Regions from separate parts of the Mus musculus genome. Here all the other regions are linked to region 1. Evidence: chromatin contacts called from public HiCAR-type and promoter capture Hi-C data. All regions are on one chromosome and are shown on one strand. The core of a region is the stretch at or near the end of the contact, and the rest is flanking DNA. Distances in the headings are between cores, read along the strand shown. Region 1 holds the start of Ubn2 (ubinuclein 2). Region 2 holds the start of Mrps33 (mitochondrial ribosomal protein S33). Region 3 holds the start of Ndufb2 (NADH:ubiquinone oxidoreductase subunit B2). Region 4 holds the start of Dgki (diacylglycerol kinase, iota).

Region 1 (3,524 bases), core at 404-2,903:
GCTATATAGAAAAACCCTGTCTCGAAAAACTAAAGAAAAAAAAAAAAAAGAAAAAAAGAAAGTGTTCCAAAAACTTTAATTGCCCATTTTAAGATGGCAGAAACAGAGTCTGTGGGCAGAAAGGTCACTTCAATCCAAAAATAGGAGACCCAAACAGAACCAGGAGCAGTGGAAGGAATGTTGGAGGTAAAATATAGTGTCAAGAAAATATTGCAGCATTGTAAGGAAGAAATTCATCATCTTCCTCTTTTTTTTTTCTTGTTGCTGCTGCCAGTTTTTTTTTTTTTTTTTTTTCCAGACAGGGTCTCACTATGTAGGTCTGGCTGTCTTAGAAGTCACTAAATAGACCAGGCTGGCCTTGAACTCATAGAGATCCGCCTGGCTCCAGAGTGCACCCACTTCCATTAAGAAGTGTTAGCTGGCCGGGCGTGGTGGCGCATGCCTTTAATCCCAGCACTCGGTAGGCAGAGGCCAGCCTGGTCTACAGAGTGAGTTCCAGGACAGCCAGGGCTACACAGAGTAACCCTGTCTCAAAAAACCAAAAAAAAAAAAAAAAAAAAAAAAAAAGAAGTGTTAGCTGACCTGCAGTTGTCTATGTGGACCATGTTGAAATGTAACAGCCTGTATCTTCCTGACACTAAAGGGATACATCTCTACACCTGGCTTAGAGCTAGCACAATCTTTTGGGTTGAACATTCCATCACCATTTGGTACACCTTTGGAAAGGAATAGAAGAGCAAATATTAAAAACGTCTGTGACGACTCTTTGACTCAGCTCTTCAACATCTAATATAGTTGATGCAATTAACAAGCTTGGGTTTCCTTGAGGATGCGGCAAGGGAGTCTTTCAATTCCCTTTCTATTGAATAGATGAAAAGGGCTAGTAATTCTCGTCCGTTAAAATCTGAATTCCAGTTCGTTTCCCACGATGCTCCAACGAAGCCTAAGCAACGCTCCTTCCCACTCAAAGATGAGCCGTGAATTTTCTTCCCCCGGGAGCATGTCCCCTAAAATAACACCAAAGGCTGCCAAGACGTTCAAGTCTTCAAGAACTGTTCCTTTGCCAGTTCAATTTCCCAACTGAGGCGCGTCACTGAACGTCTCACCGCCATGCGCAAAGCGGCTAGGAAGAGGTGTGGGAGGCAGCGGTGTGGGAGGCAGCGTAGCGCTTTCGGGAGGGGTCTGAGGAGAGTTTAGTTTTCGCCTTTCTACCCTGGACACCTCAGGTGACGGGACAACAGACCGGCGGGCCCGGCGCCGGGCCGCGAGCCCCTCACCCCTGCCCTGGGTCCGCCTGGAATCCTCAGCTGACAACCCTGTTCCCCAGCGCCGAGAGCCAGAGGCCAACGTCGGGCGGGACCCGGCGCCATGACTGTGTCGGTCCCAGGCACATCGCGACGCTCACCCTAAGGGATCGGCGAGCGTGCCTCGGTTTCCGGGCGAGAGGAGGAAATCACTCAGGGAACCCCAAACCCCTCCTTTGAAAGCAAAGCAGAGAGCGTCCCCGTTGCCACGGAGACAGGCCTGTCTGTGACGTCACTTCCGCCGAGCTGTCTGGCCTCCAGACTGTTGAGAGGAAAAGGGGAAAACTGAGCAACAGCCACGACTGTGGACGCGAGCGTCTCGAGTGTGCGCATGCGCCCGCTCAGCGGCCTGCTTCTATTTATGTGGGGGATCCAACATGGCGGCTGCGGCGACCCTGGCGATGGCGGTGGAGCCCATCAGAACGTAGTAGCGGGGACGGGGACCCGGTCCGCACTCACGGTGGCGTCCGCGGGGACAGCTGAGGGTGCTGGAGGGAAGAAAAGTGACGGAGAGCAGAAGGAGAGGCGGGCAGGCGCGCCGTGCGGCGTCGAGGCGAGAGCCGGCTCGAGCGAGCGCCGAGGGCCAGAACAGTGGGGATGGCGGAGCCGCGCAGAGTCGCGTTCATTAGCCTGTCACCGGTGAGGCGACGCGAGGCCGACTTCGCGGGCGCCGAGCGCGAGCCCCCCCGACTGGAGCCGCAGCCGTACCGCGAGCCGGCCCGGGCGGAGCCGGCCCCCCGCGCTGACGCGCAGCCCCCGGCGCGCGACAAGCCGCTCCCCCAGCGCGAGGTCAGCCGCGCCGAGCCGCCCATGGCGCTGCAGCGCGAGCCCCCGCGGCCCGAGCCGCCGCCGCCGCCGCTGCCCCTGCAGACTCCCCCTCCGCGGGAGTCGGCTTCCCGGGCGGAGCCGCCGCCGCGACCGCCGAAGGAGACGGTTCGCCTGGAGCTGGTGCTCAAGGACCCCACGGACGAAAGCTGCGTGGAGTTCAGCTACCCGGAGCTGCTGCTGTGCGGAGAACAACGGGTACAGAGGGTCCCTCCCTCCCGGCCGCCCCACAGCCCGGGCGCCTCCGGACCCGCCGCCTGCCCGGGCTGCTCTGCACTTCGCTCGCCCCGGGGGTGGGGTGGCGGGGGCCGGGCAGCTAGACGGGGCGGGAGCTGCGCGGCTCGGCCCTCCTGGGTGGCCGATGCTGCCCCCACCACACCGCGCCGAGCCGGTTTTCCTGTGCACCTTTCGAAACCTCAGCTTTTTCCTCCTTTTCCTTTCTGTTCCCCACACCAAATCCCGAGGCCCTGTGAGCCGTGCGGCTAGCTTCTTGTGGCACTTCCATCTGTCGTTCCGGTAGAAGGGAAGCGAAAAAAAAACCTTGGGGGACACGCCCCCCGGTCTGAAGCGGAGAGATTGTGTGACCCCTTCTCGGCTCATCCTCATCCTTCCTCAACCCAGCTGTACCGTGCGCCAGGGCTGCTGAGATGGGCTCGTGGCCGGGTGGTTTATTTTCCTTGATTGAAGGGGATTTAAGAGAAATTAAACATTTTCAGAAACTAATGATTCCACGTTAGGAATGAAAAAGTGGATTCGTAATGTGGTTGCACTTGTGTTGGTAAATATTGTTAGCTTTGTGTGTGTGTGTGTGTGTGTGTGTGTGTGTTGAGTTTGTGCACATTGTCTTTGAATGGAAAGGTCTCTTGTCTTACCCGGTGGCTGCCCAGTCATATTATTTGAGTGGCTCTCATTAGTTCGAATTGGGAGCATTTTGTCCGTTGTGGATTTCTGGAGAATGACGGAAAAAAAAAAAAAAAAAAAAAACATTCGCTTTGGATCAAAAAAAAAAAAACTTAGGAAAATACATCGGTATGCTTTTGAGGGAACCGGTGAACAATGGGATTAGGACAGCGGTTTGTCGGTGATTGTAATTTTTATTGTTGTGGGCTGGTGATCTTTAGGAAGGGGAGATGGGAGAGAGAGAGACAGAGGCAGGAGACAGACATTGCTCTCTTGTTTAGCGACTATGCTCTTTATTAGGCTGGGCTTTCTAATGAACTGCAGAATTCATTATTTCCTTTCAACTATCTTTGTTTTGCAGTGGATTACTCTATAGTCAAAAGTCTCACATTGAATAATATCATTAGTCTGTGTTCATTTTGCGCCAGTTAATCCTTTGATGGCTAGTTACAAGTATGGTGTGGCCATCATTACTAAATGTTTTCAGAGAAATCG
Region 2 (3,524 bases), core at 419-2,918, 1.4 Mb after region 1:
CTAGGGCGGATGCATTGCTACCTCCCTTCTCCCTTCTTTAACTTAAAAAAAAAAAAAAAAGAAGAGGCTGGAAAGATGGCTTAGCAGTTTAGGTGCTTGTCACCAGGCCTGCCATCTGACTGTGATCTCTGGGACTCCCCTAAGGTGACCTCTGCATGCCTGAGCACACACACATACATGTAAAGGGCTATTTAAAAATTTAGGACGTTTTGAGATTTCAGTATGCTTTCCTAAAGGATTTCAATTTTATGAAAGAATATAACCTTTTAAATTATATAACATTAAGTCAAATGATTTACATGCCAATTAGATTTCAATTCACATAAAATTATCCTAGGAGTTACACAATAGGGTAAAAATTAAAAACAAACAAACAAAAGTTATTTGTGGGTGGGTCTGTGTGACTATGTTCCCAGGGAGGCAAGATGGAGAGGGTTCCCCTAGACCAGTAGTTCTCAATCTTCCTAATGCGGCGTTCCTTTAATACAGTTCCTTATGTCGTGCTGACCCCTCTACCATAAAATTATTTCATTTCTACTTCATAACTGCAGTTCTGCTATTGTTATGAATTTATGAATTGTAATGTAAATATCTGATATGCAGGATATCTGATATGTGACTCACAGGTTGAGAACCTCTGCCCTATAATGGTGTTATACGTGGTTGTGAGTTATCTGACTAGAAACTCAACCTGGATCCTGCAAGAGCAATATGCTCTATTAACTACTGAGCCATCTCTTCAGCCTCACAAATTAGTTCCTTTGAAATATCATGTTTCTTTAAATGTGAATGAAAGAAAAATACAGGTGAAAATAACCGTTGAAAATGAGAAGCAAAACCAAATTACTTAAATATGTCAAGCAAAACACATAAAGCCCACATCTGAAAATTCAGAACTCTTTTTTCCCCTTTTGGCATAAAAAGATAAGTTTATCTTTCTCATGGATCTATTTATTTAAAATGCTTGCAGGTACACTTGTGTGGGTATAAGTGTAGGTCAATTATCAACATCAGGAGTACAATTTACCTTATTATTTGAGTTTCGACTGACAAGGAAAGCTGAAGGCATAGTGCCTGCCTAATCACGACCCAAGGAATGCATACGAGTTGTTACTGAGAAGCAACGTGCTCAGAGCATTTAAAAACTGGTACCAATTATTTTACTGGGTCACAGGGCATGAACCCCTCCGAACAGATAACTTTATTTTTTTTTTTTTGTTCAGCATGCACAACTCATACTCTCCGCTGTCTGATTCGCGCACTCCTCCGGCGCTGGAAGCTGTAGTAGAGTCATTCATTTTCCCAAGCATCATCTAAACTGCATTTTAAATAACAATCAACAAATATCGCCGGCGCATCCCACACAAAACTGAGTGCGAGGGCGGGCTCACTAGGAGAAAGGAAGTGCGTTTTTGGTTTGTTCAGTTCCCCACAGGATAAGGGGAAAGCCTCGGGTGTTTGTGGGGTACACGTGGAAGCTCCAGGAAGGCCCCTAACTGACTCGACTGGATCTGGCAATTCCACCAGGTTAGGGACCCGGGTCCGCCCGCACCGCCGCCGCCCTCTGCTGTGACCCCAGCGCTCCGCTTGCCTTACCTGCTCCTGACCTCGCGCACGCGCGTCCCCGGAAGGCCCGCCCCCCTTTACTTGCTTCCCAGCTCCAGAGAGCAGGAGAGAGGCGGAAGCTTGATGGCTAGAGCGGAGTCGGCGGACAACCCGGAACTACTCTCACTCCCTGGGGGCGGGACCTCGGGCGACACCTAGCGGCCGCGCTCGCTCTGAGCCCAGGGCCTCCGCCCGCGAGGAAAGCCGGGTTGTGTGGGTGTGGTTCTGAGAGTGGGGGAGCCTTGGCTATCCAGGAAGGTTCTAGAGGGACCACACGCATCATTTTGTCGAGAATAGCCAGAGCTGAGTCCCTCCTCGCTGAAGCTCCTTGCTCTGTGATAATAGAATGAAATGCAGTATTTTTCCTTTGTCTTCACGTTTCATTTTTCTTTTCATTAGAGCTTATGCTCTTTGCGTTCCAAAGATACTTGATGCTAGCTCAGAGTCTTTCTGACCGTGTTGGGTTCCTATCAATCAAGGAGTTGAGCTGTGGTTCTCTTTTCGGGGTACAGGGATAGAACTCTTGGATAGGAGATAGACAGGAGCAGTAACACAGAGAAATTGTGTTTTGGAAGATAGCCTAAGTTCTGCTTCTCTTTGTACATTTGGATAAGCTAGTGTAAAACTCTGTCCCCAGCCTTTTTCTTTTCTTTTCTTTTTTTGTTTTGTTTTGTTTGTTGAGACAGGGTTTCTCTATGTAGCATTGGCTGTCTTGGAACTCACCGTGTAGACCAGGCTGGCCTCAAACTCAGAGACCCATCTGCCTCTGCCTCCTGAGTGCTGGGATTAAAGGTACACACCTGGGCCGTCAATCCCAGACTCAAACTTTTATGATAAACTCTCAATTGTTTTTTAAAAGCAAGATGTCTTAATTGTGGAGCAAGAAAATATCGTAACGGACAGTATGAGATCAATCATGAGATCTTGAGCAATCTCAAAAGAAATCAGATATGTGGGCCAAGAAAACTGCAGCTTTATCTGCGCAGCTGTGTCAGCTGCGGGTCAGAGTGCCCTTTACCGTTGACTGTCCTTGGGAATGAAGATAGGTTGCTCATACCGCATCAACAACTAAGGTACCGGGGTATTTGCCTACGTGTGCACCAGTGAAGGGTCAGCATCCTGCAGAGACCATGACTTCATTACGATATTATTTTCATTGTGGGCTTGGCCAGGATAAGCTTTTCTAGAGGATCCTGAGAAGAAATATCCTTCAAAAGTGATCTGACCCACCGTGACTTAGGAAAGAAAAAGGCTCGCCCTACTCTATCACTATGACACCCACTTTATAAATGTAAGAATTAAAAAAAAAATACGACGGGGAATCTACTGTGCTCTTGCCCTTCTCTTTGGAACAGCTCACTCCTTGAAATCTTCGCTTGCTTTGTTAGATAAACTGCTTACACTGTGTGTCTCCTCTGAATTTCTTCCTTGAAAAAACAAGAGCTGAGAGACCGCCTCTCATAAAAAAGGCATGTCTCCTCGGCAAGCCTTTCACTGACAACAGAAACACTATCAGTATTTCGCTCCTTGCAAAATCTGCTTTCAATAGAGCCACCTTTTATAGGGATTACTATACAGTGCCTATTGAGTGCTTGGTAGGTCGATTGAGAAACGAGTGCTTATTTTCTGAGCATTAATCAAAGTCTTACATAAATACAGTAAAATAGATTTTAGAATTGAGGCAAGTCAGCAGCAAGTTCTATATCTAGAGGAGGGCATTCAATTGACATTGTCTTTGCTCCTATAGAATTTGTGTTTGCCAAGTTTTAATATGTTATCAACTCACATTATAGTATGCAATCTTATTAACATTTACACCAAGGCTGTTAAAGTCCTATGCATAACTACAGCCACCTACCCCAGTGTCCTAGGCGGCAACAGTCCTTGGAGAACTTTCACTTGTGTTTTCTGTTTCTGGA
Region 3 (3,524 bases), core at 480-2,979, 1.2 Mb after region 1:
TGATTGACTGTGCTCTGATCACCACATTTATGCCATGGTACATGTGAGCCCACACATAACAACACTCAAGGTCTCCCTTGGGTTTGACTCCTAGGACAGGTTTCCTGTTACATAAAAGGGCAAAGAGGCCCACATATGGGCACAGAAGGCAAATTATCAGTCATATTTGATGCTTCCAAGTCACTAAATTCAAGTCTGGCCTTGATGAGTACTTGACTCTTGAATATGAAACATCATAGCAAATTTCTAATATGTGATGTTGGTACACTAATGTTATAACCTAAAACTGCATGTTCTTCAAATCAACCAACCCAAACCATAATGTACCAGGGAAGACCTTGTTGGAATCAATATTCTTGGTATCACACACACCCCTACCCACTAGATCATAGCGAAAGTAATCCTGCAAAGCAACATATTATTATTATTATTATTAATTTTTCTTTTGGTAAAATGTGCCATAACTTACAGTGGCCTTGCAAGCACACTAGGGCGGGAAGTTCAGTTGTTATTCTAATACAGGTGATGACTGTGTCTCATCCTATTGGTAGAGTGCGACCTCAGACTCTGCCATGGTTGGATAGTTCCTAATAGATGCAAAGGAAGGAGGGAAGGAAGGGGTCCATAGCTCTTGTCGTCAGAATGGAAGGCCTTTGTGTAAACAGGTTTTCCAGATGATTAAAATACTTGAATAATTTTACAAGGTGGAGATTATTAGAGTATTGACTGTTGGTGTGCTAGCTACTGTTTATAGAAAAAAGTCCGTTTCTCACAACCTCTTGGGGTTAGGAGTAGTCTTAGGTTTGGAGTCTATCCAGATTTCAACAGAGGCAATACTGAGAGAAAAAAGCAGGCCGAGGAAGGCGGACTATTTTAATAGCCAGTGGAGCCTTTGTTTCTTGAAGGAAATCTGAAGTGAGTGAAAAAATTAGTTTTTCTGGAAAGATGACAGTAGGCTATCCTATAGACCTAGTAACTCGGAACAGATATGTATGTCTTGTTTTATGAGGATGAGCTTGAAAATTCATATTCCCTCCCCACTAATGGCCGGAGACTGAGCGCATCTGCGCGTCTACGTGCATCTATTTGTGTTACAGCTCCCACTGCGAGTACATTTCTACGGCTGAAGTCAGGTCTCGATTTGTTGCCATCTTGGTGTTGCATCTTAACTGGACTGCCCTCATGTCCTTATTTTTCTGCTTGCTTATTACATTAATAACAAGAGGAAATGCCAAAAAACCTCGAATTGGCTAAGGCTCGAGGCGTTAGGAACTTTCCCCCATGTTCCTGGCCGACTTATTCCGAGTGTGCCGGGTTGGGTTCCTCAGGTGATTCCCGTGCCACCAGTCCAGGTTCTGAAATTTAACACCCTGGCTGATTAGTCATTCAGAACAATGCTGAAACAACGATGCTATAAAATAAACATTGCGATGTTATAAAATAAACATTGCGTGGTTCAGAAAGGGCTTAGGCCTTTAACAAGGGCCCACAGTGGCAAGAACATGCATGAAAGCACCGTCTATATGAGCCAAAGCAGGGAGCAGCAGTAAGGTCAGCCAAGAGCACCTTGCCAGGCTGTGCCACGAGGCAGCCAGGGCTCCTCCTGAAGGACGACCTATCTGCCCGTTAACCTGGAGCCTCTAAGGTCCGCCAATGGCTTGAACTTGTCCCCTGTGGCCTACCATCAGCCCGGGTAGAGACGCAGTGCGACGCAGTGACGTCACGGGCCGGGACTCGGGGAAGTGACGCATCAGGGGTGGGAACTGCAGTCTTGCTAGTATGTCTGCGCTCACCCGTCTGGTACCTTTCGGCCGCGTCGGAGGCCGCCTGCTCCGGGGCTGCCGCGCGCGGGCGGCTGGAGACAGTGGAGTCCGTCAGTGAGTGTCGGGCGGGGGCGAGGGTTCGGCCGGCTTGAACAGGCAGCGCTGCCATCCGGACGCTGTCACCTTGAAGCAGTCGCCCGGGAGGGTGCGTGAAACTCCGCTGCCGCCCGAGGCATGCTGGGTCTTGTAGTTTTGCCTGGACCGAGACTGGCCTTTTAGTCGGCTTGGTGGGCTAGAGGTGAAGGGATGGCGCAGGGTTGCGGGAGAGAGGCGTTAACTAAGACCCGAGTGATAAGAATCCAGTCCCGCACAGTCTCCCGGACTGAGCCTTCCAAGCAGCTGGCTAGTGGAGGTCCCGAGCGCATGGAGACGGGTGGAGATGGGCTCAGAGACAAGACGGGTCCAGGCAGGGCAGACACGGAGACCTTGAGTCAGTAAGGTAGTATAGTCTGTTCTTTTCACCATTAGGTACATTTTTACGATTAAAATTTGGCACTTTTTTTGAGCCTCACTGTGTAGCCTCGACTGACCTGGAACTCATTAGTGATCCTCCTGTCTCTGCTTTCGGAGTGCTGGGATTAAAGGCGTGCGCCCCCAAGTCAGTGTTTAGATTTGGCACTTTAAATCCTAGATTGGATGCTGTGTCTTACTCATTTTGCCTTCTCTCCACCCGAGATTTGTAATACTTATAGCTTTATTTTGTTGTATTGATCTGTCTCTCAGTCTCTGTCTGTCTCTGTCTCTCTGTCTCTGTCTCTCTCTCGCTCGCATATAACCTGGCAGGTTTTGTCCACCGAGATTTCTTTTAAGATCTTCATACCGTTTTGGGGATGCTTCCCGTCCAGTTTCACTACTTAGCTTGGATTTCCCTTACCTCCAACGGGGGAAGAAGGGTTCCACTATTCATCTAAGTTCCCAGCCCTTGGTTTGGGTTTTTGGGCCACAAAAGGTCCAACCCAGCAATAGTTCAGGTGGAAACTTACCTGAAGTTTGGCTTCTGGTAACTAAGTTTCAGTTTCCTTCTCGTTGATTTATTATTACTTTTCGCCCTTTCATTATGGGGCTACAGCTTGATTCAGGAGTCTAATGATAGACCACTTGTCTTGGGTCTCTGAGTCGTCAGAGTGGGATCCCTGTGAATGCCAGCTTCAGTACTGGCTTCCCAGGCATTTGTGCTCAGTTACTGATACTTTTTTTTTTTTTTTTAAGATTTATTTATTTATTATATGAAAGTACATTGTAGCTGTCTTCAGACACTTCAGAAGAGGGAGTCAGATCTCGTGTACGGATGGTTGTGAGCCACCATGTGGTTGCTGGGATTTGAACTCTGGACCTTCGGAAGAGCAGTCGGGTGCTCTTACCCACTGAGCCATCTCACCAGCCCCCCAGTTACTGATACTTGAAAAAGGACCTTTTATTTATTTCATTTTAGCATCATGTTTATTTTAATTGGGAGACCCCTCAGGGTATCTAGATTGCCACAGTGCACTTAGTCTGGCTGAAGCATGACACACAAGTGTTTATTGAGATTTTGCCTTCCTCCTTTCCTCCCCCCACCCCTTTTGGGGACAGGGTTTCTCTGTGTACCCCTGACTACCCTGGAGCTCACTTTGTAGATCAGGCTGTCTTCAAACTCGCAGAGATCTGCCTGCCTCTGCTTCCAGAGTCCTGGGATTAAAGGTGTGTGCCACTATGGTCTGG
Region 4 (3,524 bases), core at 307-2,806, 1.1 Mb before region 1:
ACCCACACACCTCTGTCATCTGCTTTTGCTTACATAACAGCACATGGTGTGACAGGCTTAATACTTTAGATGGTTTTTCTAGAAGAGAATGCTAACCCAAAAGGAGGAGGGCTCCAAAGATGCTTTCCTTGACCCGCCCCCCCCCCCTTTCCAAGTATCACTCTGAGACCCAGCAAGACTCTGCTTATGGCCTCAACTTTTAAAAATCACCAGTGAGGGTGGTCTCGGCGCCGTCTCTCGTGCCTGGGAATGGGAGAGCAGTGTAAGGAACCTATGAAATCTTCCCTTTGGTTTGGATCCTCACACAATTGGGGCTTCATAAAGCGTAATTGGGTGGACGTTCACCGTACACTGTCCTAGTGTCAAAGACACATCCAGCCTCAGGTGCCAGTGTGATCTCTTCTCACCAGCACTGGGACGGGGGGTGGGGGTGGGGTGGGGGCAGGGGGTTGGGGGGAGGTAAGCCTGGGAGTAGGCTGTCCACACTGAGAGAGGGAGAGAACACACAGGCATGTAACACCAACACCCACTGACATACTTACATACCTACAAGAAGAGACCCATAGCTCACTAGTCTTTAACAGACAAGAACGTCCCATAAGGATTTCTGTTCTGTATGGCTTATTCTTTGCTGCCTGTCAGAACAGATCTCAGCGATCCGGTTAGTGCCCAAGGCTCACCCAGTGAACTCGGCAAGGATGGGGGAGTGTGGAGATGACACTAGCCTAGGGACAACTTTGGCAACTCTTCTAACTGGGCATGTCTGGGTTTGCACCCCATACACTCACAGATGTGGTTTTGATCTTGTTCTGACCTTAGTGTTCTCTTCTGTTACAAGTGCACCCCTCCCTGGGTGTTACAGGGAGAAGAAGCTGGGGCACCCCACTTCTTCTCTTCAACCCAGAATTAGAGGATGAGAACAACATATCCCCAGGAGAGAGAGACAGATAGACAGACATACATAGAAGCAAAACCACGGAGGTACGAAGGTTGAAGAGAGAGAGAGAGAGAGAGAGAGAGAGAGAGAGAGAGAGAGAGAGAGAGAGAGAGACTGAACCCCAACTCTACAGAAGTGCCTCTCTGGAGCTAGAGCAAGTGTCCCCCGCCCTGGGCGGCACCTGTCTCGCTAGCTCCCGCGCCTACCTGTAAGAGACCTGCTTCCGGAAAGTTAAGTCCCTCAGCTTCTCCTCCAGCGCCTCTTCCTTCTCTTTCTGTCCGGCGGCCGCGGGCTCCTCCAAGGCAGCAGCAGCCGCTGCCCCTGCACCCCGCGGGTCCGCGCCGCCCTCGGCGCCCAGGCAGCAGCTCCCGGCGCCGCTTCCGCTGCTGCTGCTGCCACCCGTCGCCCCTCTCTCCTCTCCCGCCGAGGAGCTGGGGTTCATGGCGACCGCTCCGGCGGCCGCGAAAGAAGCCGAGGTGGTGCCGCTGCAGAGGCCGGTCGGGCTGAGGGCGCTGGAGGCGGCGGGAGCGCGGGCAGGTCCGCGCGCCGCTGGCAGGGGCAGCAAATGGCAGCCCCTTCCCGCAGCATCCATCCGCGGCTGCACCGCACCGGGGCATTGTGGGAAACTCCGTGCCTCCACTCCCCCTCCCCAACCAATCAGAGGCCACCTCTCTCCGCCTCCCCTCGGCCTCGCCCGACCAGCCGGCTCCCTCCAATTCTCCCACCCCTTCTCCTTTTTCTAAATCCAGAGCAAAAGCCGGGACTGAACTTGAACTCTGCCTGCAGGCAATGGATCGCAGTGGAGGAGAGAGGGAAAGGGTGGGAGCCGCGGGGCTTAGGACGCTGGGGACAAACACTGGTCATCAAGAAAGGAGAGTGCCCAGGGAAACTTGGAGGCAAGCCGGGTTGCCGCGCCCTGGTTAGCGCACAAGGGAAGCGGACCCGGACCCAGGAGCTACTCAGCACTGATGAGCTGCTGGGCACATCTCAGTCCAGTCCACTGATGACAGATGCCCGAGGCAGCATTTTGTCCGTCACCTTCTTGCAGCATCAGAGCTGGCGCCAAGCAGTAACCTCCAGACGTGGGGGACCTTTGGAGGCCGGGGTGGTGGGGTGTATCTGGAGGAACCTTGGGAGGAATTTTTTAACCATGTGAATTATGGAAGGGGCTAGATTTAAGCTCCCGCTTCTTCTTCTCAAGGAGAGGGTCGGTCGGGACATCTTCACCCATGAACGCCCGCGCCTAGATCCTTGCTTGGTGCCTTCTAAAAGCTTAAAGATGCTCCCTAAACAGCTGTTAATTAGATTGAATCGGATCACAGGATCCTCGGTGAAGCAGAAGGCTGAGAGCAGAAGTGGGGACCCGAGCGCCTCGTGCTGTGGGTTCCTATGCTAAGGGTTCACAAGAAGAGGACAGGAGGAGCTAGCCCAGGAAGGGGCTTCTACCGGTTCAGACACCAAGGCTGAAACCTAATGCGCTGGAGGAATGTAATGTCTGCTCTCTCAGTTTTTTGTTTCTAAGACTATTGAAATCTGTGCGGTTTGAACGATGGGCAACGAAGTGTTTAAGACAGATCATTTTCTAAATTAGATGTTTTTCACCCAGGAAATCTCTGCTGTCAGGAAACGCGAGAAAGATCTATGCTCAACAGTAAGTGCAAGTAACCAAACTACCTATGTAGATGTATGTGCTAGTAAAGATGGCCTTCTTTTGCCCTAAAATTAGGAGGTTGAGCAAAGGAATCTCAAGCCTCGCCCAGCTCTCACGGTGTGCAGTTCCCCTCACATGTACATTATATAAGACAGGGCAGGGACTTTTTCAGGGAGAAAGGGAAAAAGACTACCTGTTGGGGATCAGCACTACACACACACACACACACACACACACACACACACACACATACACACATACACACACATACATGCATACACACACATACATGCATACACACACACATACACACACACACACACACACACACACACACACACACACACACACACACACACACACATCTGGATTTCCCTAACATCTTTCAAGTGACTTTCTTCACACCCAGGCTAGTTAGTGGAGGAGGTTAATCATTCTGGGGCAGTGTACACCCTCTTCAGAGGGGAGCCTCAGCTGCTTTTACAGCAAAATCCACAAACATCTAGATTAAATACCAACAGCCCTGAATTCCTGGATCACCTTCCTCAGTAGCCATACCTTCCCAAACCATTCTGTCATGTCACCGTTCCACTTTTTAAATATTGCTAATGGAGTAGCGCTCTTAGGCTCAAGTTCGCTTTGTCCTTGTGGTCGGTAGTTGATCTCTCGAGGTCGTCCGAGTGCATGGATGAGGACATGCCCACTTCCCCCTCGCATTCAGGGCTGACTTATGTGCATATCTCATCTACCCTCTACTCTGCCTATCCTCATTCTTGTCCACTGGAGCGTGCTGGTCTCCTCATCTGTCTCCAATATCCACCAGGCTGTCTCCTTCACCTTCATTAGATCTTAGTCTACAGATCTGTCTCGTTGGGAAGCCTCCATTGAGGGCTCTTCCAGAATGTGTTGAGTGTGCATCAGCAGACTCCCACCAGG

What was found. Promoter capture Hi-C pulls out the DNA fragments that hold promoters and counts their contacts. HiCAR-type assays count read pairs that join an accessible place to other places. Capture Hi-C pulls out chosen DNA fragments and counts their contacts.
Region 2: a promoter capture Hi-C map of pre-B cells shows a contact between it and region 1, with 4 times the contacts expected there. The contact joins the promoter of Mrps33 here to the promoter of Ubn2 in region 1. A contact is called at or near these places in 1 of 39 promoter capture datasets (pre-B cells) and 1 of 115 datasets of contacts at active chromatin or transcription factors (pancreatic cancer cells).
Region 3: a promoter capture Hi-C map of liver shows a contact between it and region 1, with 2.9 times the contacts expected there. The contact joins the promoter of Ndufb2 here to the promoter of Ubn2 in region 1. A contact is called at or near these places in 1 of 39 promoter capture datasets (hippocampal neurons), 2 of 484 Hi-C or Micro-C datasets (CD4 T cells and rod photoreceptor) and 1 of 9 other capture datasets (liver).
Region 4: a contact with region 1 is called in a HiCAR-type map of astrocytes, with 2.6 times the contacts expected there. The contact joins the promoter of Dgki here to the promoter of Ubn2 in region 1. A contact is called at or near these places in 1 of 39 promoter capture datasets (hippocampal neurons) and 1 of 115 datasets of contacts at active chromatin or transcription factors (astrocytes).

What each region holds. Positions count from the first base shown.
Region 1 is chr6:38,432,272-38,435,795 of GRCm38.p6, forward strand. Ubn2 (ubinuclein 2) reads left to right here and starts at 1,654. Exons shown (of 17, transcript NM_177185.4): 1 at 1,654-2,327. The coding sequence starts at 1,902.
Region 2 is chr6:39,809,268-39,812,791 of GRCm38.p6, forward strand. Mrps33 (mitochondrial ribosomal protein S33) reads right to left here and starts at 1,669. Exons shown (of 3, transcript NM_010270.2): 1 at 1,597-1,669.
Region 3 is chr6:39,590,836-39,594,359 of GRCm38.p6, forward strand. Ndufb2 (NADH:ubiquinone oxidoreductase subunit B2) reads left to right here and starts at 1,730. Exons shown (of 4, transcript NM_001358797.1): 1 at 1,730-1,877. The coding sequence starts at 1,780.
Region 4 is chr6:37,298,420-37,301,943 of GRCm38.p6, forward strand. It overlaps Dgki (diacylglycerol kinase, iota), which reads right to left and starts at 1,557. Exons shown (of 34, transcript NM_001081206.2): 1 at 1,144-1,557. The coding sequence starts at 1,529.